Linked DNA regions of Zea mays: regions 1 and 3 are each linked to region 2. The links are chromatin contacts, called in public Hi-C maps. All regions are on one chromosome and are shown on one strand. Each heading gives the region's core, a stretch centred on a gene start, on an enhancer-like site or on the middle of the called end of the contact. The rest is flanking DNA. Distances are from core to core; before and after follow the strand shown.

Region 1 (3,487 bases), core at 546-3,045, 150 kb after region 2:
TCCCACAGGGAGTCGAACCCAAAACCTAAGGAGTGCTACTCAGACCACCTAACCAACTAAGCTAGAGCCAAGAGGCCCTTTCGCTACTGTGTTAAATTTTGGACTACGCTTTCAATTATTCATGTGAATTTAACTAAATATAATAAATCTAGCAACACAGAATAGCCAAGCCAACTCCGAGCCCTAATAGTAGTTATCCTACATGGGCTACATCCAAATAACAGAAGTCAGCAAAGATTCATAGTACTTACAATTGGGCCATTTGCGACAGCATGATCTTTTGCAAATTTGCACGCTTGCTTCACAGCAAGAACATCCATTCCATCAACCTGCACAAAATACAATTTAGTTATGTTTGTGGCACACTAAAAGTAATGCCAACATGAAGTCCAAGCTTAACCTATCCCCTTAAAAGTCAAATCTAGAGTTAACTCGATACGGGGGAACATGATGGTCCGAAAATGCATACATCATTCTTATATAATTTCAAATCAATACAAGATGTTTCTATATGCCATCCCCACTCAATTGTATGCCTGTATGCTTTGATCAATGGACAAACCCTATTCAGCAACTAAAGGGTGCAACACAGATAACATAGAGCCAAAGGCCACATATAAAACCACCATAAACATTCAAACATACCAAGAACCTAAACTATCGTGAATTCAGACACTATACGAGCAAACACAAAGAATAATTACCTTCAATCCAGGCACATAGTCGCCACGCTTGTAGTAGGCAGGGCTCTTTGCTGCCCTCCACTCCGCTGTTCCCATCCCATCTATACAAAAGAATCAAACCCAGACCACGTTATATTTGTCATAATGTAATCAGATTTATCTCAATCCAACCCCGATTCCCGGAATTGATGCACGAACTCACAATGGTTGTTCTCGCAGACCAATATGGCAGGCAGCTTCCAGAGGGCCGAAATGTTGAGAGCCTCAAAGAGCTGTCCCTGGTTAGCCGCACCGTCACCATAGAGCGCGAACGTGGCCGTGTCCTCCTTCTTGTACTTTTGAGCGAAGGCCAGGCCGCATCCGAGGGGCACCTGAGCGCCTACGATGCCGTGCCCACCGTAGAAATTGGCGTCCTTCTTGTAGAAATGCATGGATCCGCCCTTCCCGCGGGAGCACCCAGCCTCGCGGCCCATCAGCTCGGAGAAGGCGGAGACGAGGTCCCCTCCGCGGGCGAGGTAGGTACAGTGGTCGCGGTAGGCGGTGATGATGGAATCGGAGCGGGTGATGGCGGCCTCCATGCCGACGGCGACGGCCTCCTGGCCGTCGTAGAGGTGGCAGAACCCACGGATAAGCTTGGCTTTGTAGAGGGAGTCGGCCGCGATCTCCATGCGGCGCATGAGGGACATGTCGCGGAAGAAGGTGACGAGCTCAGCGGGGGTGGTGGTGACATCACGCGAGGGTGGGTCGACGAGGTGGGAGGTGAAAGGGACAGATGTCTCGATGGTGAACGCTGCCGTGGAGTCGGAGATCGGTCGCGCCGCCATGAATGCCGGGGCCTGGGCCCGGGCAGCGGGGAGGCGGCGAATGAGGGCGGCTGCGGCCATGGCGACGATCCACTAGGGTTTCGGGGTGGATGCGGGGCGGTGGGCGTGGGGAGGGAGGGGAGGTTGGTAGGAAGGAAGGAAGGAAGAAGATAGACGCGAGACTTTTATTCGCTTGTGTTGGAGGTGGGTTGGTTTGGCCTGCCTCCGCCCCGCTGAGCTTGGCAGGCTGACGGCGCAGACCGCGATTGTCCTAATAGATTTGCAATATGCTTAACAAATGACAACAATTTATTTGGAGAGCAAGAGCATCTCATTGACATTTAAATACCATTTTCGTATGGTATCTGATCTTTCTCGATTATAAAACGTGTTGCCTGGTTAGCATAATGTTCGAAGCAGGCCAGTGTACCTTTGGTTTTTTTCACTCTTGAGAAATTATTAGTAGCGCAAGTGGCTGCAGCTGCAAGTAGATCAGAACTTTCTTATTTGCACCAAGATCTGAAATGTACTAAGGGACAAACCAGATCAATTTGATATCAAATTGTAGCCAAGAGAACAGCTTTGTAGCTCACATGAATGGGGTTGGTGGATATTAGGCCCCGTTTCAATCTCACGGGATAAACTTTAGCTTCCTGCTAAACTTTAGCTATATGAATTGAAGTGCTAAAGTTTAGCTTCAATTACCACCATTAGCTCTCCTGTTTAGATTATAAACGGCTAAAAGTAGCTAAAAAGAAGCTGCTAAAGTTTATCTCGCGAGATTGAAACAGGGCCTTAGTGTCCCTGTCGATGACGTCAGGGAACTGGGAACATTTGATTAAAAATATTAGGTGGACGAACCAAAAGGCAATGGAGAGGAGCCAATCACTTGGAACATGTCTCGATCAAACCATCCATTTGAAGCGTTGTACAGCGTTCGGTGGGCCAGGGCATCTTAGCTCATGATTGTGATAGAGCAATGTACTACTGTTTTAGTCAGATTCATTTACTCAAAATACACCAATTAAGGCAATATCTTATGCATATAAATTGTGATCCAATATCTTCTGCATAAAATTAAGGCAAGACAATTGGACCAGCTGTTTTTGCACAATCAGAATACGGCCATACAGCCCAGGCCTGGGACTTTTATGACCACAACAAAAAGGAAATAATGAATAATATTTGAGTGATTGTTTCTGAAATTTAATTTGAATACAATCCTTTTTTTTTGTCGTGATAGACATACACAAGGTATACTTCATTATGACATGTTTCATCAGCATGGCCGGTGACAGAGGAAGTTTTAGAATCCACATAGGTAAGCACATAAACAACAATTAACAATAGAGAACCCACAGAAGTGAGATGATCATGATGTTTCTATTAGAGAGATTGGGAAACACCTCACACTCCTGGGGTATCCCTCTCTAATAGTTCCACCTGAAATAGCCTAGAAACATCCTGCATTGAGTAAATACAATGAACCCTAGGCTCAATCATGTCTTTGTTTCCTCCGTTTTAACAGATTGTACAGGTAAAATACACAAGCATGCACTAAGAACTGCAATGCTTGGCCCTAAAATTTGCCTACAAAAAATGGTTAACAGGATGACCAAAGTGTTGTTGCATGATGCTGCTGCCTTGAGCAAATTCAGAATACCATGTCTTCCACGCGTCGACATAATGGACAAATAGATCACTGAGTGCTGCATTCAGAAAAATGGAAATGTTTTAGTGTAACATATAGCTGTGCACATTTTATGTCTTGCAATTATCCCAGTCCTACTCCAAACTTCCAATAAAAGAGTTTGCATAGAAGTGATGATAAATGTCAAATGATCATAATGAACTATTGGGCATTGTCAAGTGTCCTGCATAATAGCTTATAAAAACTCAACAAATATCATATTAGGTTCTAAATAGAAGATAATGATGTCACGCTAGAGATGCGTTGCAGTGTTCTCCTGAGGTCAAATTTCATTTTCAGACTTTCTAGCT
Region 2 (3,609 bases), core at 286-2,785:
AAGGGATTGGTCGTGACAACCTATAGCCGATGTATTACGTGTGTTACCTTCTAACTCAACCTCGTGTGAAGGAAAATTTGCAATGCTAGATTTATCAAATGCACGTGCTAGTCTCCTATAGTCGTTTTGCATACCCCCTATGAAATTTTGCATTTGTTCTCGCTGCTCATCTACATAATTCTTAAGAGATTGCAGCTTGTTTGTATTACTTACATTGGAGATATCTGGTGTGGGTCAAAGCGAAGCCGGATCCATCGCCCGTTGTCGGACGACCTTGTTGTTCCTGTCCACTTTGAAGTTTGCCAAGAACTTTGCTTTTGCCTCCTGGATCAGATGCTCCTTATGCTCCTCGAACTGGAGCTGTTCGTCGGCCGGCAAGGTTTCCCAAGTCGGCTCTATAATGTTGCTGGGGGAGACTTCAGAGCTATCTTTTGAACCGGCCATTGAGGGCCGATTTGATGGGTCTAGATGTGTTGTCCCCGTCCCCAGCGGAGTTGCCAAAAAAGTATGTTGACACCTTTTTAGGGCGCCAAACACTCAACACGAACCAACGGCGGTGCACTCTGCACAGGGGCGGACGGTCCGCGCGCAGGTGCCGGACGGTCTGCGGCCTGGTGCGAGGCTAGGGTTCCTGCCTGACGGCCGGACGGTCCGCGCCCTGGGGCCGGACAATCCGCGCGTGCGCAGGGGCGGCGGAAGATCGTCGGCGGCTCCTGGATCTCGCTCCCGGGAGGGACCCCGTCAGGGAGGAGAGATCCTAGGAGTTGTCTAGGCTCGGGCAGACCGACCTAGACTCCTCTAATCGATGTAGAGTCGAAGAGAAGCGAAGAATTTGGGGATCGGAAGGCTAAATTAGACTAGAACTACTCCTAGGAAATAAATGCGAGATAAAAGTGTTTTTGATTCGATTGATAATCACAAATCGGCTGTATACCTCTCTATTTATAGAGGGAGCTGGACCCTTTGCAAACTAATTTTTGAGTTATTTCCGCAAATCTAGGTAACAACCGTAGCACAAAAGTCGAAACCCTAAACTGCTCTGCGCACGCGCGGACCGTCCGGTCCACGGGCACGGACTGTCTGGACCATGGACCGTCCGGCCTCACGGTCGAACCGTCCGCCGGCTTAAAGTGATGCTCAACAAGTAGCCTTGAATTGCTACTCTCTGCATGCCGTACGCTTGTTTTTATCTGATTTATTCCGTGCTTGATTTAGGGGGTGTTTGGTTACACCCCGCTAAAATTTAGCCCCTGTCTCATCGAATGTTTGAACCTCCGTTCCGGGTATTAAATGTAGTCGGATTATAAAACTAATTTGTCAGCCGAAGATTAAAAGACGAGACGAATCTAGTCCAGTTGGTTAGGTCTATATTTCATACTCCTATATAAAAGTCAAATGCTTGATGTGACCCGAGCTAAACTTTAGCAGGAGCAACCAAACTCCCCCTTATGCTTGTTTTCATCGTTACGACGATCTTAAAATTCGTTGACCTGGAAATGCGTACTCTTATCCGGCAGCGCAACGAGACACTGACACGCCGGACCGACGCCGACAGTTGCCGGACGGACCTAACACTAACAGCAAGCCTTACCAGCCGCGGGATCGGACTAGGCTTGTTGGCCTCGCGTCGCGTCTCGGTCCCCTTGCCGCGGAGTCGCCACCATCGGCATCCAGCACCTTCCCCCAGCAGCAGAGCAGTCTCCGGCCGCAGCCATGGCGCCGCCCATCTCCACCTCCGACCCCGCGCTCCCCAACACTACCACAACCACCTCGTCGGCCCCCAAGTCGTCGTCTCGCCCCTTCCTCGCCCCGCTCGCAGCCTCCGCGCGCTCCCTCCTCGCCTCGGCGCGCCGCTCCCCGGTCACCACGCTCGCCGCCGCCTTCTTCCTCCTCGCGCTCGTCATGTACGGCGAGGACGCCCGCACCATCGCCGAGCTCTCCATCGACGACTACCTCTACCCGGACGCTGACCTCTACAACGTCTCCGGCCTGCCGCCCCTCGCGCTGCCCCCGCTCACCTGCGACCTCTCCCGCGGCCGATGGGTCTTCGACAACGTCTCCGTTCCGGCGTACCGGGAGAAAGACTGCACCTTCCTCACCAAGCAGGTCTCCTGCCTCGCCAACGGCCGCCCCGACGACATGTGGCAGTACTGGAGATGGCAGCCCAACGAGTGTTCCCTCCCCACGTACGTCCTCCTCCTCCAGATCTGCACCATTTACTGCTACCTCATCGCGAGCTCGCGTCTTCCATGCCCACTTGTGTGATTGCGTCTTTATTATATGGGTCTGGTCCCCCAATCGGTTGAGCAGGTTCGACGCTCGGAGATTCATGGAGGCGATGCGTGGGAAGCGCCTCATGTTCGTGGGGGACTCACTGAACCGCAACCAGTGGGAGTCGCTGGTGTGCCTGGTGCAGCCCATCCTGTCCAAGGGCAGGAAGAAGATCGTCAAGCGGGGCTCCCTCAACACCTTCTACGCCAAGGAGTATGTAACATCCGACCCACTTGTCTGAAGTGGTGCCATTGCAGCCCACTACACGGCCCAAATCGAGATGTACAAAAGGAGCAGTTAGGTCAGGACAGGGGAAGGGAGAAAAGAGAATATTCAGAACACCACCAGTCATCTTCCTCGTGAAGAAGCGGCAAGGCGAGTTTGTTGGAGTCTCACGCCCCGTTTCTCGTCGACGGCGGCCACGGGACGTGACAATTGGTATCAAAGCTTCGAGTCCTCGACAGTGCGGTGCGGTCGCGCTCTCTCGACAGCGATCCTGTCCGGCGGCCACGATTTTTTGCGGCGCTAGAGTTCCTTGTCTGACCGTTCGCGACGTCCTACAACACCTCATCGGCGTTCGTGGTGGACGGTGTGGCGATCAGTTTGGGAGGTCTTGGCGGCGGTGATTAGTGGCGAGTGACGGCGGAAGACTGGAAGCTCTTCACCTGTTCGACATAAGGCGTCCCCGGAGTGCAGGACATCGAGACGGCTACCATGGTCGCGCACCACCAGAAGACGGTGATTGGCGGCGGCGCGCTGGAGTTGCCACCGGACCTCGTGAACTTCCTTGGCGGCATTGACCCGTGCGACGGAAGACAGAACGGGCCGAGGGAGCTGTGGAACGACATCCATTGCTGCTTGGTGGAACCCGCGGCATGGGACGTGCTGGAGAACTTCGAGCAGAGGTGGAAGAAGCAGGACAAGGGCGACAACCTCCTAGTGGCGCTGAACAGGGCGTGGGCGGAGCTGCCGAAGAACAATGGTTGGGCGATTCCACGATCTGGAGAAGGAGGGCATTGGTGGGGACTTGATGGACAGGGTGACAGAGGTATGGCTTTTCCAGTGCTCGATGAAATGCCTCACGACGGCAGTGAGGCGGTGATTGTTCCATTCTCTGAAGGTTTTGATTATCCAATGTTCGATGAAATGTCTGCTGAGGAGGTGGTCTGGGATGCAGAAGTGCTACTTGGCTGTGATTCACTTGGTTTTTGGCAGCGGCTAGCTCATGGAGTGGGGAACCAGATGCCCAACGATTGCAAGCAGGATGTTGTGCCTGATGCCCCATGGATGTTTGTTGGAATGTCACAGCAAGCAAATACACACCCAGTGTTCAGTGAA
Region 3 (3,754 bases), core at 1,197-3,696, 160 kb before region 2:
GAATCAGGTTCTGTCAGTGAAAAGGAAGTTTGATCAATGTGAGGTGTCACTCGTTGGGGCAAGCCAAGTCAGCCATGTGGTAAAATTAGCAAGAGATTCATTAGCCGCTGAGATCACCAAGGCTCGTTCTGCCAATGCTAGAGAGGAGAAAAGAGAAAGCTGCGCCATCTGCTTGGAAGACACTGACGCTACCAAAATCCATGCGGTTGAAGTGTGCGCGCATCGCTTTTGCTTCTCGTGCATGAAGGAGCACGTGAAAGTTAAGCTGCTGAATGGAACTCTCCCAGGTTGCCCACAAGAGGGATGCGCCACGAAGCTCAGTGTGGAGGGTTCGAGGGTATTTCTTTCGCCGCGGCTGGTAGAGATCATGGTGCAGCGCATGAGGGAAGGACAGATCCCTCCGAGCCAAAAGGTCTACTGTCCGTATCCCAGGTGCTCGGCCTTGATGTCCTTGGGGGAAGTGATTCATCCGATGCAGGAGTCCTCATCAAGGCACACGGCTGCTGATGCTGCCACGTTGAGGAAGTGCGTGAAATGCAGAGGCTCCTTCTGCCTGAGCTGTAAAGTCCCATGGCATGATGGCATGGGTTGCTTTGAGTACAAGATGTGGTACCCCCTCGCTCACCCAGGAGATGCCAAGCTGCAGAACCTGGCAAGGCAGAGGCTGTGGCGCCAATGCGTGAAATGCAAGCACATGATCGAGCTTGCGGAGGGCTGCTACCACATGATCTGCGTGTAAGGCCAGGCATTCTCCTTTATGATAACTACTATGTGTGCCAGTGCTAAAAAGCCCTCTGTTGCATTGCAGGTGCGGCTATGAGTTCTGCTACACCTGTGGGAAAGAATGGAAGAATAAGAAAGCAAGCTGCTCCTGCCCGCTGTGGGATGAACGCAACATCATCAGAGATGAAGACGACGATGACGACGAAGATGATCTTTACTAGAGAAGGCTGTTTTTGCTGCTTTTTTTAATGATGATATTCAGCGGCTGCATGGATACATTGAAATGACCACCTGATGTTGAAATTGAAACTGCTCATCCTGTACATGTTGGGTACTGCTTATGAGCGTGTAGCTGACACTGTCGAAGGGGGGATGACACCGCCTCCTTCTTCTTCATCTGGTGGCTCCTGCATCGTGGCCAGCTCTTCCTGCAGAGTCGGATGGCGATGCATCGGCGTGTCCAGCACCACCACCACCTCGTAGGCGTCTGCCGTACGGACCTCCTGCGCTAGCGAGCACGGGTAGCAGCAGAGCCACAGTAGGCAGTCGGTGAGGTCCGGCTTGCCGCAGCAGGCGCGGTTCTCGGGGAGGCCGAACCGCCTGCGCATCTGGATCCTCCAGAATCCGCCGTAGAGCAGGCCGAACACGCAGAGGAAGATGCCGGCCAGCCCCAGCGCGTCCCTGACCGCCTCGTCGTCCACGTTGATGGCCGCCAGGTCCAAGATGAAGAAGGGCGCCAGGCACAGGAGCACGAAGGTGGCGACGTGGACGTACATGTTGCCCAAGCCGAGCCTGCTCGCGTTCCACCCGAACACGCAGCAGCTGCAGAACAGCGACAGGTACGCCAGCGACATGTCGTCCCACAGGTCCTCCCACAGCCCGCCGACCCACTGCGGTTCTTCTCCTTGTCCTTGCCGTGGCACCAACGAGTAGCGCCTCTCGGTGTCGGGCGTTTTGCGCTGGAGCTGCGACTCTTCCTCACTTATTATCATCCCCTCCGCCGGCGCCGGCGCCTCGTAGTCTCTCCCGAGAGGACTGAGGTTGTTGTACATCCCAGCGACGGCCGGCGCGCAGATGGCGACCGCTACGGTGAGGGCGACACCGACCACCGGACGCCGGGGCCTCCGGTAGCCAAGGTTGAGGCCACAGAGCGCGTACTGAGCAAAGCAGTTGAGGTGGAGCAGCAGGATGACAGCCGTCATGTGCTTCCTCTCGTTGGGCTTGCAGGCCCCGTCCTTGCAGTACGCTTGGCGGAGCTGGTGCATGTCGCCGGCCTTCCAGCGGCACACGAGGGCCAGGTGGTAGAACCTCCTCGGGTGCTGGTACAGGCACATGAGGGTGAAGAGCGCGTTCAGGATCTGGTTGTTCACCTCGAACCACGTGTCCCTCCGCGGCTTGCTTGGCAGCACGCGGTTGAGCATCCCCGTCATCACCATGAAGAGGATGGCGCCCGAGACGCCGACGGCCAGGATCCAGACGGACAGGGCCATGTTCATGGGGTTCCGGATCCACGCCCTGGACTTGACCCACAGCGACCTGCTCCACCACTGGATACCTCCTCCAATCATCTGTCGGGTGGAGGAAGATGATGAGACTGAGTTCTGCTCCTGCACGGATTTCTCCGGCAGCAGCCCCCCTGTGGGAGGAGTCGTACGTTGTTGGCCCAAAACGACCATCTTGGAGGAGGATTTCTGCCAAGATGGTGATGGCAATTGGCAATGTCAGGTTGCTTGCTTTGCTTGGAGTCTTGGACGCCTCACCTCCACCTGGGTGGTCTGGGTCGACAAGTTCAAGGTCAATCTTGTTGGGCTGCGCGCCTCGGACTCTTCCACGGCGACCTCGGCTTGGCCTTTTCATTCCAGTCAAACAAAACAAAAACAACCAGCGGCTTTTTAAATAATGATCTGGGAGTTTGCCTTGCTTTCTACAAATTAGTTTTCCTTTTTTTAAAAGAAAGGAAGAAAAGTAGTATCAGTATGTCTAGGGGGGGTGGTTCCACCACTATAGTATTAGGAAGATATATCATCATGAAGCTCTTCCATTGATTTAGGATGGTTGATGTTCAGGAATCCTCCTCCGTTTCCTCATCATCCGACATGTCACTAAAAAATCTTACTCTTCTTATTTTTCTTCTTTTCCAGTGGAGTCGATAAAAAGTGCGTCGACACTAATTTGTATTACATACTATCAATGGCTAGCATGCCCGCGCTTGGGAACAACCTACCTTGATCGCAATGAGAACGTATCGGCGGAACGACGAAACCGACGATTAAGCTGTTATTAATCTTGTTCTTCTCCGGGTAGTGACCTGATGGTGCTCTCTGCGGAGGCGTAGACGGTCCGCGGCATAGCGCTGGACGGTCCGCGACCTGGGCGCAGCAGCGTCTGCTCTTCTGCGTACGTTCGGACGAAGGTGAAGATTTGAGGTAGAGGGAGGCTAAACTAGATATACTCCTAATATATAAGCTAAAAACGATAAGTAGAGTTGATTGGATCGATTGTGGAGGTTCAATCGGTCGTACCCTTCATCTATATAAAGGGAGAGGTTTGGACCTGTTATAAGTCGGTTCTCGAGTTAATCCCATAGATTTAGCTAACAAATCCTGTAAGAAATCTAGAACCCTAACTGATTCTGCGTACGCGTGGACGGTCTGCGCCGCTACGACAGAAAGTCCGAACCAGTCCGCGCCACTACGACAGACAGTCCGGACCCCGGACCGTTCGACCTCAGGGCCGGACCATCCGCAAGGACATCTCTGGTGCTCAACATATACCCCTGACTTTTGGTGGAGGTTGACGAACCAAAAGCATATGCGCTGCTAGCACCCTTTGGGAAACAAAAGATTTCATAAGTAATTTTGTTTTCGAAGTAAGAACTAAGTTGTAGCACTGCAAAACTGTATCATGATGGAATAAGAAACATCTCTAAAGCTTAATGTTTAGGAAATGGTAAATATAAAATTTTGGTTATATACTTAAATTGAAGTCTTAAGTAAAAATGGTGGTAAGATGTCCTATATGAAATACTCCT

Evidence for each region. A called contact is a pair of places that touch in the nucleus more often than the background predicts.
Region 1: a Hi-C map of root tip shows a contact between it and region 2, with 3 times the contacts expected there. The contact joins the promoter of LOC732791 here to the promoter of LOC103654263 in region 2. A contact is called at or near these places in 8 of 25 Hi-C or Micro-C datasets (bundle sheath, ear, endosperm and 4 more).
Region 3: a Hi-C map of ear shows a contact between it and region 2, with 2.0 times the contacts expected there. The contact joins the promoter of LOC100276792 here to the promoter of LOC103654263 in region 2. A contact is called at or near these places in 3 of 25 Hi-C or Micro-C datasets (ear, leaf and tassel).

What each region holds. Positions count from the first base shown.
Region 1 is chr4:188,075,630-188,079,116 of Zm-B73-REFERENCE-NAM-5.0, reverse strand. LOC732791 (pyruvate dehydrogenase 1) reads right to left here and starts at 1,795. Exons shown (of 8, transcript NM_001308504.1): 1 at 886-1,795; 2 at 705-784; 3 at 252-329. The coding sequence starts at 1,567. LOC100381405 reads right to left here. Exons shown (of 10, transcript NM_001320805.1): 10 at 2,773-3,195. The coding sequence ends at 3,077.
Region 2 is chr4:188,229,759-188,233,367 of Zm-B73-REFERENCE-NAM-5.0, reverse strand. It overlaps LOC103654263 (protein trichome birefringence-like 28), which reads left to right and starts at 1,535. Exons shown (of 4, transcript XM_035967465.1): 1 at 1,535-2,186; 2 at 2,311-3,609. The coding sequence starts at 2,986.
Region 3 is chr4:188,389,730-188,393,483 of Zm-B73-REFERENCE-NAM-5.0, reverse strand. It overlaps LOC100276792, which reads right to left and starts at 2,446. Exons shown (of 1, transcript NM_001150503.2): 1 at 921-2,446. The coding sequence starts at 2,399. The coding sequence ends at 1,062. LOC100191809 (putative RING zinc finger domain superfamily protein) reads left to right here. Exons shown (of 3, transcript NM_001137234.1): 2 at 1-735; 3 at 809-1,044. The coding sequence ends at 944.